Linked DNA regions of Mus musculus: region 2 is linked to region 1. The links are chromatin contacts, called in public Hi-C maps. All regions are on one chromosome and are shown on one strand. Each heading gives the region's core, a stretch centred on a gene start, on an enhancer-like site or on the middle of the called end of the contact. The rest is flanking DNA. Distances are from core to core; before and after follow the strand shown.

The links. A called contact is a pair of places that touch in the nucleus more often than the background predicts.
Region 2: a Hi-C map of liver shows a contact between it and region 1, with 4 times the contacts expected there. The contact joins two enhancer-like sites. A contact is called at or near these places in 4 of 484 Hi-C or Micro-C datasets (all in liver) and 4 of 115 datasets of contacts at active chromatin or transcription factors (embryonic stem cells, hepatocytes and liver).

The regions. Positions count from the first base shown.
Region 1 is chr13:36,461,962-36,468,957 of GRCm38.p6, forward strand. All of the region lies in intron 6 of Fars2 (phenylalanine-tRNA synthetase 2 (mitochondrial)), which reads left to right. Among named protein-coding and RNA genes, the nearest start is that of Gm46409, 150 kb to the right of the region's middle. Within about 2 kb of position 4,665, at least 9 of the 459 cell types and tissues checked have an H3K27ac peak or open chromatin away from gene starts, as enhancers often do. A contact at or near this core is called in hepatocytes and liver, where this site is marked.
Region 2 is chr13:36,619,206-36,626,045 of GRCm38.p6, forward strand. The region is part of intron 1 of Gm46409 (a long non-coding RNA gene); the gene reads left to right. Among named protein-coding and RNA genes, the nearest start is that of Gm46409, 9.8 kb to the left of the region's middle. Within about 2 kb of position 1,981, at least 13 of the 459 cell types and tissues checked have an H3K27ac peak or open chromatin away from gene starts, as enhancers often do. A contact at or near this core is called in hepatocytes and liver, where this site is marked.

The DNA of each region.
Region 1 (6,996 bases), core at 3,415-5,914:
ATTTATACTGTGGGGCACACTGTGACACAATACAGCTTCCCTGACAAGATGGGTTTTGTTGTTGTTGTTGTTTGATTGGTCTCTTTCTTGTTTTTATTTTTGTTTTTTAATTTTCTTTGTGGGGAAGGCTGCAAGAGTGGAGAGTAGATACAAAGAGTCGGGGAAATGAGTGGTACTGGAATACATGATATAACACTCACAAAGAATCAATGAAAAGTTTTTTGAAAAGTTCAACCTGCCTAGTGATCATAAAAATGCAGTTTAAAATAGTAGTGATTTCATTTTCAATCCATAAATAAACTATGAAAGGGCAAAGAAGACTTGGGCGGTGGCACACACCTACACCCCCACACTTGGGAGGAGGAGGCAGGGAGGACCAGGAGTTGGAGAGCAGCCTCCCTGAGTGCATGGGGACTGAGGCCATCCTGAGCTACATGAAATCCTCTCCTGAGAAATGAACAAGGACCTGCAGCCACTTAGGAAGCATCTCCACGGGGTAAGATGGAAACCCCAGCACCCCCAGTCCCCGCCTCCTCTCTGACTTTGCTTAGCCCATCTGCTGCCAAACTGTGACTGTGTTCTCAAGATATCCAGAAAGGAAAACAGGCTCTGACCTGGGTCTTAGAAAAGTTGCCTCAGCTTCCCCCGACTCCCTGTAGCTGCCTTCTGCTCTTCCCTCTTCCATTGGTGCCTTTTCCTAAGTCTGTGACTCCGTTCAGTCAGCAATTGAAGTCATTCTTTCATTAATAATTTGTGAAGTGATTTAGAGCTTCCTGACAACAGTCTACCATTTGTTCTCATAAACCAGCAAGAAGAAGAGTAGGAGTTAAGGCTGCCAGTGACAGACTGTGTGCATTTGCTCTGTCCCTGGTCAAATATGGTGTGAGGTCTATTAAAAGGGCAATTCCCATACTGCCTGGACTTATGCAGCACTTTTATTCTCCGTGAACCTTCAGTAGCTAAGTTAGTGAAATGCCCCAAAGAGAAGAGTACTTGAGTAACTTACAGTGCATCACCTTGATGGAATGCCATGTGGCCATTAAGGATTGGAAGAAGTGGTTTACAGTGTCAAAGTGTTATAAATGAAAAATGAAAAGCACTGTGTCTGGCTGTGGTTGCAACAATGTAAAATGTCCATTTGTATTGAAAGGTTATAGAGGAAGCCTGAGAAATGAAAATAATTTAATGGAAGAGGAAAATACTAGCAATATAATAGTAAGCACTGAATACTCTCCGTATCTTAAACTTTCATAGACAGTGTGTTTTCCATTCTTAATGTACTGAACGTAAAGCAAGGCAAGGTGTGGTGGTAGAATTCCTGCCCAAAGATGTTCCCGAGGGCAGCTATGACTCTAACCGAGGAGGACCTGAAATGTATCCTTACTGTGCACTGGGTTAGACTCAGGGAGGGAGGGTCAGCTAGAGCCTGTTAGCTGTGGAGGTCACTGCAGGGCCTGGCCTGGCAGGAGTGACAGGGGTGGGAGTTGGTGCCATGCTGAAGGCTGAGGAGAAAGAGTATGCTAAGGAGGGACCAAGGAATCAGGGGACAAGGTAGATGCCCACTTGGAGTAGGTGACCAGGGCAATGGTAAAGTCCTTCTGAGACAGAGGGGCAGTTTTTCTTATCTCTGGCTCCACCTGGAATTAGTTGCTAGTTCCCTGATCTAAGTGACTGTATATTCAGGGTAGGGAAGAGAGTCCCCAGAAAGCAGAAAGACAGCAGCTTAAGATCTGTCCCTCAGGTCTGGCCTATCTCTACTAATCACAGCAGTGTGACCAAAACACCCACTCAAGCCTCCCCAGTGCAGTTTCAGTGCAAGTTTGCCAGATCCATGATGGGGTCACTGTTACTGCAGCCCCAGCAGTGGTCACTGTGTTTTAGAAAGCACCATATATGGTGAGCTGACTCTGATCTGAGTAAATCCCCTGACTCACTCCAGCCCTCACTGGCTCAGCTATCTCCCCAGCACTGCTGAAACCAGCAGCAGGGGAAGACTCCTCCAAGAGTGAAGCCACCAGTGGTGTGGTAAAGTCCCCAAGAATCCAGAGCATCAGACTTGGGTGTCTCAATTTTGACAAATGTGTTGGTCTCTGTAAGCAGCTCATGTTCATGATCAAGGCCTGTGCTCTGTTTTCTGTTCCTCATGACGGTGAAGCTGACCACGTTAAGGACAAGAATTAGGGCTAAATATTAGGATGCTTTGTAGCGCAGTGAGAGTGATACCTGGACTGAACAGAAACCACCCTAGGAGACTGCTGCACACCGAGGTTGCTGTTCACCTTCTCTAGTTGTTTAAACTTGCCACAGCCTTGGCCTTGGGTCTGTCCTCTGTCACACCACACACACTCTCTTGGCTTCTAAGTACCCTTCCTGGCCATCAGAAATTCTACCAAAGTACTCAGCCAGTACCACACATGGGCTGGGTACAGGAAAGTCTAAGTTGACTTTCATAATGGGATTTTTGAAAACTTGGAAGTACAAACTTATGTAGAAGCTAATGGACTTAGTGTCCCATTTAATTTGGGGAATCGCAGTAGTTTATTCCTAAACATTAGTAGGGGAGTAATAAAATATTTTACTCTATAGTAGGTTATGGCAGGAGCTACATTATTCTCATACTATACTAATATATTGAATTTGCCAACTATGATTAAGTGGGGTATGATACATGTGTGCGTTCATATCCTTATATGTTGGTACTGATGTACAAACTGTCATAATTGGCCACATCACTGGCATTGTCACCAGACCACCAGATTGCCACCCATCTTCTCAAATCTAGAAGTTAGTCTCCTATTTCTATATTCCCCTTTCTGTCATGCATGCATGTGTACGTGTGTGTGTGTACGTGTGTGTGTGTGTGTGTGTGTGTGTGTGTGTGTGTGTGTTTCTGCCATCAAAAATGAATATCCTCACAAATGCAGGTTAATCAGCATTCTAGTTTGTCCCTATCTGCTGTTTTCTGTTAGGACTTATGCTAGAGAACTTATATTTCATCTGCTTTGCAAAATAAATATTAACACAGAGTTATAGTTGTGCTGTTTTGACATAGTAACATCTCATTACTTTACTCTTACCCATAGAAAACCATGCCTGACAGTTACCTTGCACAGTCTCTGGAAAGGTATTTTCTTTCCTTTTTTGTTTTTTGTCTTTTTTTTTGTTTGTTTTTGTTTGTTTGTTTGTTTTCGAGACAGAGTTTCTCTGTATAGTCCTGGCTGTCCTGGAACTCACTTTGTAGACCAGGCCTGCCTTGAACTCAGAAATCCTCCTGTCTCTGCCTCCCAAGTGCTGGGATTAAAGGCGTGCGCCACCACCGCCCGGCTTATTTTCTTTCCTTTATAGGAAGGATTCTGTGCCCTTCACCCTCAGTGCTGATTCTAGGCTGCTTGATGACTTGTGGGGTATCCACCACTTAACTCAGACAGAGCATGGGAGAGATGGAAGCCTGCTTCCCACAAAGTGAGCCTGAACTCGGTATTAATGGGCAGGATAGCTAATGTGTTTACACTGTCCCCATGGAAGTTTTGGAGCACCTAAGAAGATGATTTATCCTCACATGTTGCAAGGTAGTCATTCTCGAGTCAGCCTAGTATGAAAGTCCTTGTCTGTTGCTATGAGGTAAATCACCCCCACATTGGAGATCCCCAGTGCTGACTTCACTGTGCTCAAGATCCTTTTCTCAGTTGTGTAGTGTGAAGACTTCTCTGAAGAGATGTAGAGTCCAGGAGTGTTGATGGCCGGGCTACAATCAATTACGTGCCACCGGTGAACACCTAGGACACATGGGAATTGGACAGGAAAACACATAACCTCTCCTCAATGAGCCCAGTGTGTCTCACCCCAGAGTGCTCTGAGTTGGTAGAACCTTCATTTGCTGGTCAGTGGTTTCAAGAGAGGAAAGGGCACAGTGCTTGTGATCCAGCTTGGGTGGTCTCACTGCAGCTTTCTGCCCACTGTATTAGTGAGAACAGTCCTTGTGACCACCATTTTCCAGAAGGCAGGACAGCAGCCTGGACCTCTCAAAGGAGTGGTGACAAAGACCAGCTTCGCGAAAGCCTTAAAGAGACAGACGGACTACCACTCTGGTAGCAAGTAGCAAAGCTTTACTGAATTCTTTAGCTTATAAACATGGGGTATGGCTTTGCAATTTTTGCTCAAAAAATAACATTTTTACTTAGTTGCACCTGGCACACAATATTATCATTTTTGGAGTCATTTTCTCATAACGAGAGCGAACTTCAGAAGAAGAAACTGTATATCAGCAGACCCAAGGACATCCTCCTCTCCGGGTAAATATTAACTCTTGACTAGGAACAAGGAAAAACTCTGGCCCACAGAAAGTCATGTTAGGACATCCCTCCCTTTCAGGAGGGATGGCCCCTGAAAACTTTCCCCCAGTTAACTGCTCTGACCCTTTCAGGCCAGAACCAAAGGAAAGCCATTGTTCTCCTCAGGGTTGTTGAGTAAGATGTATAAGAAGAAAGTGAGGTAACCTGGAAGATATTGTGGTCACCATATTCTAGTTTTCTGTAGGAGATAAACAGGGTGGATGCCCAAGCTCAGTTGCATCCAAATATGGCCACGGTTCAGTAGCTAAGCCTGTAGCTGTGTTCGAGGGGTAAAGGTCAGTGGAGACGGAACAGTAGACCTGCATGCTAGTTTCCAGTGCCAGCGTTACCTAAATTGAAATTTAACCTACAAAGTAGCTGCCACTTTGGGTCAGTCACCTGAGAAGTGAGATGTCTTTTTATCTGAATAAGTATGTTTCTGTGGTTAAAGGCTATACAGAAGGCCACCCTTTCAGCTGTTGGCAAGGGCTTAAAGGGTTGATAATGCACTTGGCACTCCTTACCCTTGGCTGGACTGAGCCAACATCAAAACAGCTGAAGATCAAAAATATCTGAAGAGAAATTGCACCAAGCATGCGCAGAGTTTCCCTGTTGTTCTCTGTAAACAGTACAGTTCCCCTGCTACCTACATAGCACTTGCAGTGGTTGGTAGGTAATATAAGCCATCCAGACTTGAAGTATGTGAGAAGCTATGCATAGGTTCTATGCAAATACCATACCATTCTATATAGGAGACATAGCTATTTGTGTGTTTGGGTATCTAGGGGCAGAGTCACAGAAGCTCTCCATCGACACCAAGGGACTGTACCTCAGTGAGATCAGTGTGGAATAATGGAGGCTACTTACCTGTTTATTTATAGAAGTCAGGATCTATAGCAACCTTCTGAAAAGCAGTTTCATGATAATGTATATCAAAATTGAAAATACACCTACTCTTTGACTAGAGTTAATTTACTTTGATTTCTTTTGAAACAGGGTTTTCTCATGTCACCCAGATTAGCCTTGAAGTCAACATCCTCCTGTGCCGGCTTCTAGAGTATTGACATTACAGGCATGTGTCACCACGCCTGCTTCCCACTAATCTTAACACAGACCTTCAAAGGTGTGCTTGCAAACATTGATTACAGTGATATATACAATACCAGAATGGCTTGACAATGGGAGACTGAATAAATCATAGGGTGTTTATAGTGTGGGATCCTAGCAGTCAGTAAGATGCTTTCTCTATACCAACAAATGGGAAAGACAAATACATTGAAACAGACACAGTGGTCTATAGACTGTTATCAAATTTTGTGCTTGTCAGAACATAAACAAAATACACAAAGGATACGTTTAATAATTATCCCTAAAAATGAGAACTGTTTACAATTTAAATATTTTACTATTATGTGTTTACATTACAATGTATAAAAAGCACTCATTTTCAAAGGATGGAAGACATCATTTATGAGGACCCTGGGTGCAGGAAGCAGCCTGTATAAATGGATCACTGCATGCCAACAGACAGAATCCACTGACCATGGAAAACAGACAGTAGTGACTTAATACAGAAGAGAAAAAAAATATAGCAAAGCCAACTGGCTTTGATTACTTTTTCAGCCTAGAAGATATTAGAAAAACATAAGCATTTTGGCAGGATGTTTTGTGAGCTCTTGGTTTTCCTACTTACCTAAGTGAAGTTGGAAAATCACTCTACTACGTTCTTACAGGCTTTCTAACCACTGCAGATTTAAACACAGATAACAAGAGTGCCTAGCCAAAGTAAAGAGACATGATGGCTGAGTTGATAATGGATTAGAGGGAGTTTTGATTTTTTTTTTTAACCTGAGTTATAGGAGACATAAAAAGGATGGGAATAGAAGGAAGTAGAGGACATGGGGATGGCGTGAGAGATGGTGCCATGGCTAAGGGTGTTTGTTGCTGAGGCTGATCAGTGATCCAAGTTCAAGCTCTGAGACCCACATGGTGGAAAGGGAGAACTGACTTCACATTGTCCTCTGACTTCCACGTGAGCACAGGCACGATGAATAAATAAATATGATTTAAGAATTTGTTATGAGTGTGGAAGAAGTAAAGTCATTCTTTCACATTTCTTTGAGAAGGATTCCTAACTCAGCATTGCATAGGAATCTGGAAACAAAAAGACCTCTGGCTCCTTTGTTTTATCAAAGAGAAATTTGGATCCAGTTTATGAACTCCACTTAAGAACAGCAAGTGTTCCCTGCAGTCTCCTTCCCACTTCCGGACACTGTATGATACAACTCTGTTTTCCCAGAGCATTGTTCATTGCCCACTGGAGGCACGGGTCTGCCTTCAACAGAGATAAGCCCTGAAATAAGACCAGAACTGAAGATTCACCTTTGAAATGGCTTTAGTTGATTATTTTAGTACTTGGCTTAAAGAGAACCTGTTTTGCACTCATTTGCAAACTTCAAATATCTCATTTTAGGGTGTAGTTGAGCTGAGTGATATTAGAGCCCTCTGACCTGTCTGTGGTTTGGTGTGAAGTAAAAGGTCTGAAGAAAGTATCAAGCTATATTTTCAACTTAAAAGCACTTGCTTTTTTAATCAAAACTACCATCTGACAGTATTTGAATCTTAGCAGACTTGTGCTGTGCCAGTTAGGTAGGACTCTGCCTGT
Region 2 (6,840 bases), core at 731-3,230, 150 kb after region 1:
CAAGGGATATGAGAGCATCTTCCATTTTTGGTATGTGTTTTAGTGTTGCTATTGCTGTGAAGAGACATCATGACCACAGCAACTCTTATAAAGGAAAACATTGAATTGGGGCTGGCTTACAGGTTTAGCCCATTACCTTCATGGTGGGAAGCATGGTGGCACACAGGCAGACATGATGCTGGAGAAAGAGCCGAGAGTTCTACTTCTGGATAGGCAGGCAGCAGCAAGCTTAAGTTTCTGAAACCTCAATTCATTCCCCCAGTGACACACTTCCTCCAATAAGGCCACACCTACACCAGCAAGGCCATATGTCCTAATCCTTACAAATATTGCCACTCTCTATGAGCCAATGGGGATTTTTTTTCATTCAAACCACAGTACCCCAGAGATATCATAGAACCATTCTTTTACAGATAGTAGAAGAAAACTATACTACATGGTCATCCACATTATCCATGAAAATTGTTTATACCAGTTGATCAAGCCTATGCCTGGCCTTGGTCTCAGCTGACACATTTGCCACTGCCTCCACCCATGCTTTGAGATGTCAACAGACTTCAAACTTCATTTAGTAGCCCTTCAGTCACAAGGCAGATAACTAATATCAGGATTTTTCTCTGACTGTTTGGCTTTCTCCATAATAATGCAGCTTAATTAAGCTAGCCTCCCAAAGAGCTGCTCAGCTGAGACTGGCAGAGAGGATTTGAATTAATCTTTCTTCTCTTAGATGATCCCAAGTCAAACTCATTCATGCCCACACAGGGATGCGCTCTTCACCTGCATGATGGAATTAAAAGAAGAAATCCTCACTACATTTACTAGACCATGTGCGGATGCTCAAACTATGATGTGCCTCCAACTCTTCAATGCGGATCCCTGGGCACTGAGCTAGTTCTATTGAATTGCTATCTTAGGGATAGTGGACCTGATAGTCATGGTAATGAACACAGGACTGTATCATTTAATTGGATGGAAGAGATATCACTGGCACTTGGTTGGATGCCTGATCATATCTGAACTAGCTGAGGTCACAGTTGCATGCAGCCCTAGGTTCAAGCCCTGATTGTACCACTTTGAAGATGGCTGACCTTCCAAAAATTGTTTACGCCCTTTGGCTTCTTTTACGACATGGTCTCTGTAGCTTTAGCTGTCCTGGAACTTGTTCTGTAGACCAGACTGGCCTCAAAGTCAATGATCTGCCTGCCTGTGCTTTCTGGGATTAAAGGTGTGTACCACAACACCTGACTGGCTTTTATTTCTTATCAGTAAAATGCAACGGACAACACTATTCTGCCTTCATTACAGCTATTGCTGATAAGGTCATAGATGAGCATCTAAGCATCTGGCACACTTGCCTGATAAATGATGTTGCTGTACCTGCAGTTATTTTGTTATTCTAGAACTTCCATGATTCTTGATACAAGTAGCTCATATTTTTAGTCCTATTAGCACATGTTTTAATGGAACACCTTAGAACTGTGTAGTGTGTGTGCAGGCATGTATGTGTGTGTGTGTGTGTGTGTGTGTGTGTGTGTGTGTGTAAATGGGTGTGCATGTATAGGTGTTGAAAGACCCCCAAAGGGAGACCCCCACTCAAGTCTCTGGATAGCTGCGGACCCCCAGGAACTAACAAGAGATCAAGCTTGATTCAGATCACACGAGGCTTTATTCGGGGAAAGCCAGAGCTTTGGGGACGACTCGTATCTCACACAGGGGTAGAGGAGTCTACCCAGAAGTGAAATGGGGCCCTCCTTTTATGGGCCCTCAAGGGAGAAAGGAGGAGGGGGAAAGTAGGGGATTTCTAAATCACATGTCTTTAGATAAACAATTCCTAATTTAAGGTGATTTCACAAGAAATAGGTATGGGAGGGGTACAAGGAAGGAGTCGTGTGCAGGTGCAGGGGTGATGCAACTCTATTGGCTATCAGCTGATATGTGGGGCAACTCAGGATTGGCCTTATCTGAAGTTGCTGTGGAAATTTTCCGATTTCAGCCAAGCAAGCAGATTACAATCACTTGGCAGAGGGCTACAGTGGTTGGTAAATACACGGGTTAAAGGACGGTCAGAACATTGGCAAACACATGAGTTCTAAGAACGGTCAGAACTTTGTGCATAAACATTCTCTAAATCAATGGAGCAAGTTAAACTTTTACTTGTCAATAGTGAGGTCCATGCCGGTCTAGAGGCTTTCATGAATTTTCATTCTGTCAGGTTCTTTCAGTATGTGTATATGGGTATATGCATGTATGTATGTATGTATATTGTTGTGTGTATATATATATGTATGTGTGTATGTGTGTATATGTGTGTATGGGTACAAGTGTGAGTGGGTAGGTGAGTATGTGTGTGTGTATGGGTAGGTCTGAGTATGTGATAACACAACTACAAAGTATGTAGAGATACTAATGAACCATAACATGGGCATTCTTTCATGAAATTCTAGGGTGTTTAGCTATGGGTGTTATATTCTACTGTTGTGAGTGTATCCAGATGAATATAGCATACATATCTTGAAATATAGAAGAGACAAATCTATATCAAAAACTTGGATAAAATGTTACTCATTGCAAAAAATACCATGGCTTCTTTTAATGAGAAAAGTATCTATTGGTGTATAAAAGATCTAATTGCCTAGGTTTATTGAGATACTTCACCACAGCTACAATCTTGAGTCAACTTATGTGCATGTCAAATGTATGTATGGATAAAGAAAGTTACCAGAAACACACACACACACACACACACACACACACACACACACACACACACACACACACACACAGACATATTGAACCATTAAGAAGAATGACATCTTGTCATTTATAACAAAGTGGGTAGCCCAGAGGACGTTATGTTAAGTGAAATAAGCCAGACATAGAAAGACAAGTACAGCATGCTCTCTCATATGTCAATGTTAGAACTTAATAAGGATGAAATGAAATTAATAAGGATGGGAAAACATTGGGTGGAAAAAGGAAGATTGGATGCTTGTATGCATGTATGAAAATATTACACTGAACCTCATTAAGATGAACAATTACAAGTAAATGATAAAGATCCTTTAACATTTGGAAACAATTAAATAGAAATTTTATGGTATACAATCCTCAGCACAGTCGTGCCCATTATACTTTAAAGAGATGGAAATGATTTGCAAAGAGTTCAGAAGAGAACGAGGTTTTTATTGTTCTGGCAAGGCTAAGGTTGGTGTTTTTGGATTTACATCTTCTTTCAGGCCATGTTCCTTGCTGAGAATGCAAATGCCCTTCTTCTTCTTCTTCTCCTTCTCCTTCTCCTTCTCCTCCTCCTTCTTTTTCTTATTCTTCTTCTCTTCCTCCTCCTCCTCCTTTCCCCTCTTGTCTTCCTCTTCCTCCTCCTCCTCTTCCTCTTCCTCATCATTCTGGTTTCTATGTTCACATGTCAAAACCTTCTTAGGATTTTACTCCTCCATGGATTCTTCCCTGACTTCTCCCTGTCTCCCTTCTCCCAACTCCCATTCATTTGTGTGTGCATTAGGTATTCATGAAAAGCTTCATTAGAGCAATCCATTGAATGATCAGAGAGAAATCTTTGTTCCAGATGGATATGTTTGAGACTCCTTGAAGACTGTAGATGATTCCTGGGGTGATAAGAAAAGCCAGTGGAGTTTTGGAGACATACATTTAAAGAAGATAGGAAGAGTACCTACCTAGCAACAGCAGGGCTGGGGGTCAAAAAGAACTGCAGAATTCCCCACAGCCTTGATAGATCTGGGTCTTAGTGCCAGAAACCTGAAGGCACCATTAGATTCTGGATACAGGGAAAGCTGATGTGATCAGTCTGATGATTTTAGACAATGGATGTAAAATCAAAGATCACATGACCCTGTCACAGAAGTTATGGTCTAGAATAGGCACCCACATTAGTTCTTGTCATTACAAACAATCACGTACAGAATGGTTTAACATAACGTGCTTATCTCACTGTTTTAGCAAGCAGAGACCCAAAGCCAGCTTCACTGTCTAGAGGTGAGAGACAGACTATGCTTATTTATTTTGAAGGCTCCACCTGGCAGTCAGTTTCCCTATGTTCTCTAGCTCTACAAGCTGCTTGCAGCACTTGGCATGTGTCTCTTCCTCTGTCTTCAGAGGGTACCACTTCAGGCCCTGCCCCCAGTAGCACATCACTTTTCAGTGGCTCTGCTTTCATTGTGCCATCCCCATCCATGTGTAGGCCTCTTCTGGCTCTCTTTCATCAGGATTTTCCTGATGATTGCATTGGATGATCCAAGATCATTGCATCATCTCAAAATCCTTAATCCACTTGTTGTTGTCATTGTTGTTGTAATCTAGGATGCCTTTGAAGTATGGCAATCCTTCTGCCTCTGTCCCTCAAGTGCTAGGATTACAGGTGCAATCTACCTCAGGCCTCCAGGAACTTGTTACAGGATATTTGGTCCCATTGTGAACCCCAAGACTGTGAACTGAAAAAAATCTTGTGTAGCTCAGCCCTAGCACACACCTTTGCCTAAGAGCTTTCGTTTACTGTAAACAAGTAATTGTGGTGTGGCTCAGCTCTAGCATACACCTTTGACCCAAGAGCTTTCTGTAAACAAATAGAGTTAAGGGTAGGTCAAGAGGCTGAGGGAGCAGCCAGTTGACAGGGACTGAACAGAAGAAAACCCAGGAAAGAGAAAGGGAGTGAGTTTGAGTTGAAGTGCATTTAAGACAGTGTGGAGAAGCAGCTTTTCCTTCTGAGGAGTTGCTGGAGTAGGAAGGTCAGCTGTGTGCTTTCTCTGCTAGCAGGCTTTCACCACATTGTCTGCCTCCTGAATCTTCATTTGGTAAATCGACTGGTTGGGATTTTGTTTAAAAACAACAACAACAAAAACAAAACAAAACAAAACAAAACAAAAAAAACAGGAACATGTTGTGTGGACTAGGCTGGTCTCAAATTCAAAGTCTGATATGATTACAGATCTTCTTGCTTCTACACTCTGAGTGCTGGAATTGAAGGCATGGGTCACCTGGCTTAAATGAATATTTGATTGACCAATAGTGGTACTTTGAAGAAAAAATGAACAGTGGTTGTATTAATGGCAGAGAGAAACAAGATAGGAGGAGGTTGCTCATTGAGACACAAAAGATCTCTCAGCAGGGTGATACGAAAGCACAGATTCACTAGTATAAGAGAGGCAGGACAGCCAGGGCTATACAGAGAAACCCTGCCTCAAAAAACCAGAGAGAGAGAGAGAGAGAGAGAGAGAGAGAGAGAGAGAGAGAGAGAGAGAGAGAGAGAGAGAGAGAGAGAGAGAGAAACACATCAGAGAGAAGAACCTGCCACGGAGCTCTGAGACAGATCCAAAGGTGGAAAAAACTGAAAATATTTAAAGAACCAAAAAGTCTGATATGATTTCAAGGAGAGCAAGGGGAGTGGGGCTGGAGTAGGAGATTGCAGAAGTAAGAGAAAGAGAGGGGTTAGATCTAAAGGATAAATCTGGGACAAAAGCAGTTCTTAGGTTATAGGAGGCAGTCAACAAAAAAGTAGCCTCATTTTGTTTTATAGTTTTAAAAACGATACTGGGCAAGAATTAATGCAATTAAAAACAGAGAAAACAATACAAAGAATCAATGAATCTAAGAGCTGATTCTTTGAGAAAATAAGCAATATTGGCAGACGTTTTGTTTAATTAGCAATAAATAAATAAATAAAGAGAGGACTCAAATAAATAATAAAATGGAACAGAGAACCATTACAATAGACACTGAAGCAATTCGGAATTATAAGGGCATGCTTTAAAAGCTTCCCTGTTGAACTGGAAAACCTAATAGAAATGGATGAATCAAATCACCAACACTAAGCCAAGAAGAGGTCAACAACTTAAATAGACCCATAATGAACAAGAAGACTGAAAGAGTAATAAAAACCTTCAAATTCATAGAAGACCAGAAGACCAGGAAGTGGTATGCATTGACTCACAAAACCAGAGACAGGCACCATGCCAGTCATTTGAGCACAGTTTCGAGAAACTTAAGACCAAGGGGAAAAAGCTTATTTTGTACTCCTGTATTATCTCTTTTTCACATCCTTTTTTTCTTATACAGAGCCAAGTGCCTATCTAGTCTTCTAAAAAACATTGTTATTTTATTCATTTATTAAATTGAGTAAACCATATATCTCCATTATTTTCTCATGTTCCCTTCTTACTTCTGCTGATTTCCTTTCCTCTTCCTACCTAGTCGGGGTTCTACACTTATGGCTTATTTATGTTTGTTTATTTATTTATTTATTTATTTATTCATTTATCGATGAGCCACTGAATTTCATTAGGGTTTCTTATAGAAGGTCACTCCCCTAGGGACTGTTAACAGCCTATAGATCCTCAAGGATGTATACGACTCATGGGCTCTGTACTGGTTGGTTTTGTGTGGCAACTTGACACAAGCTAGAGTCATCAGAGAAGAAGGAGTCTTAGCTGAAGAAATGCCTCCATGAAGATCCAGCTGTAAGGCATTTTCTCAATTAGTGATCAAGGGGGGAGGGAGGGCCCAGCCCATGGTGGTAGTCCTGGGTTCTGTAAAGAAAGCAAGCTGAGTAAGCCAGGGGAAGCAAGGCAGTATGCAGCGCCCGTTCATGACCTCTGCACCAGCTCCTGCCTCCAGGATCCTGCCCTGTTTCAGTTCCTGCCTTGACTTCCTTCAGTAATGAACAGCAATACGGAAGAGTAAGCGAAATAAACCCTTTTCTCCCCAACTTGCTTTTTAGTTATTGGTGTTTCATCACAGCAACAGAAACCCTAACTAAGACAGGCCCCTTCTCCAGCTACTATTATCTGTCCATAGGCTGGGGAGAGGGGGGTT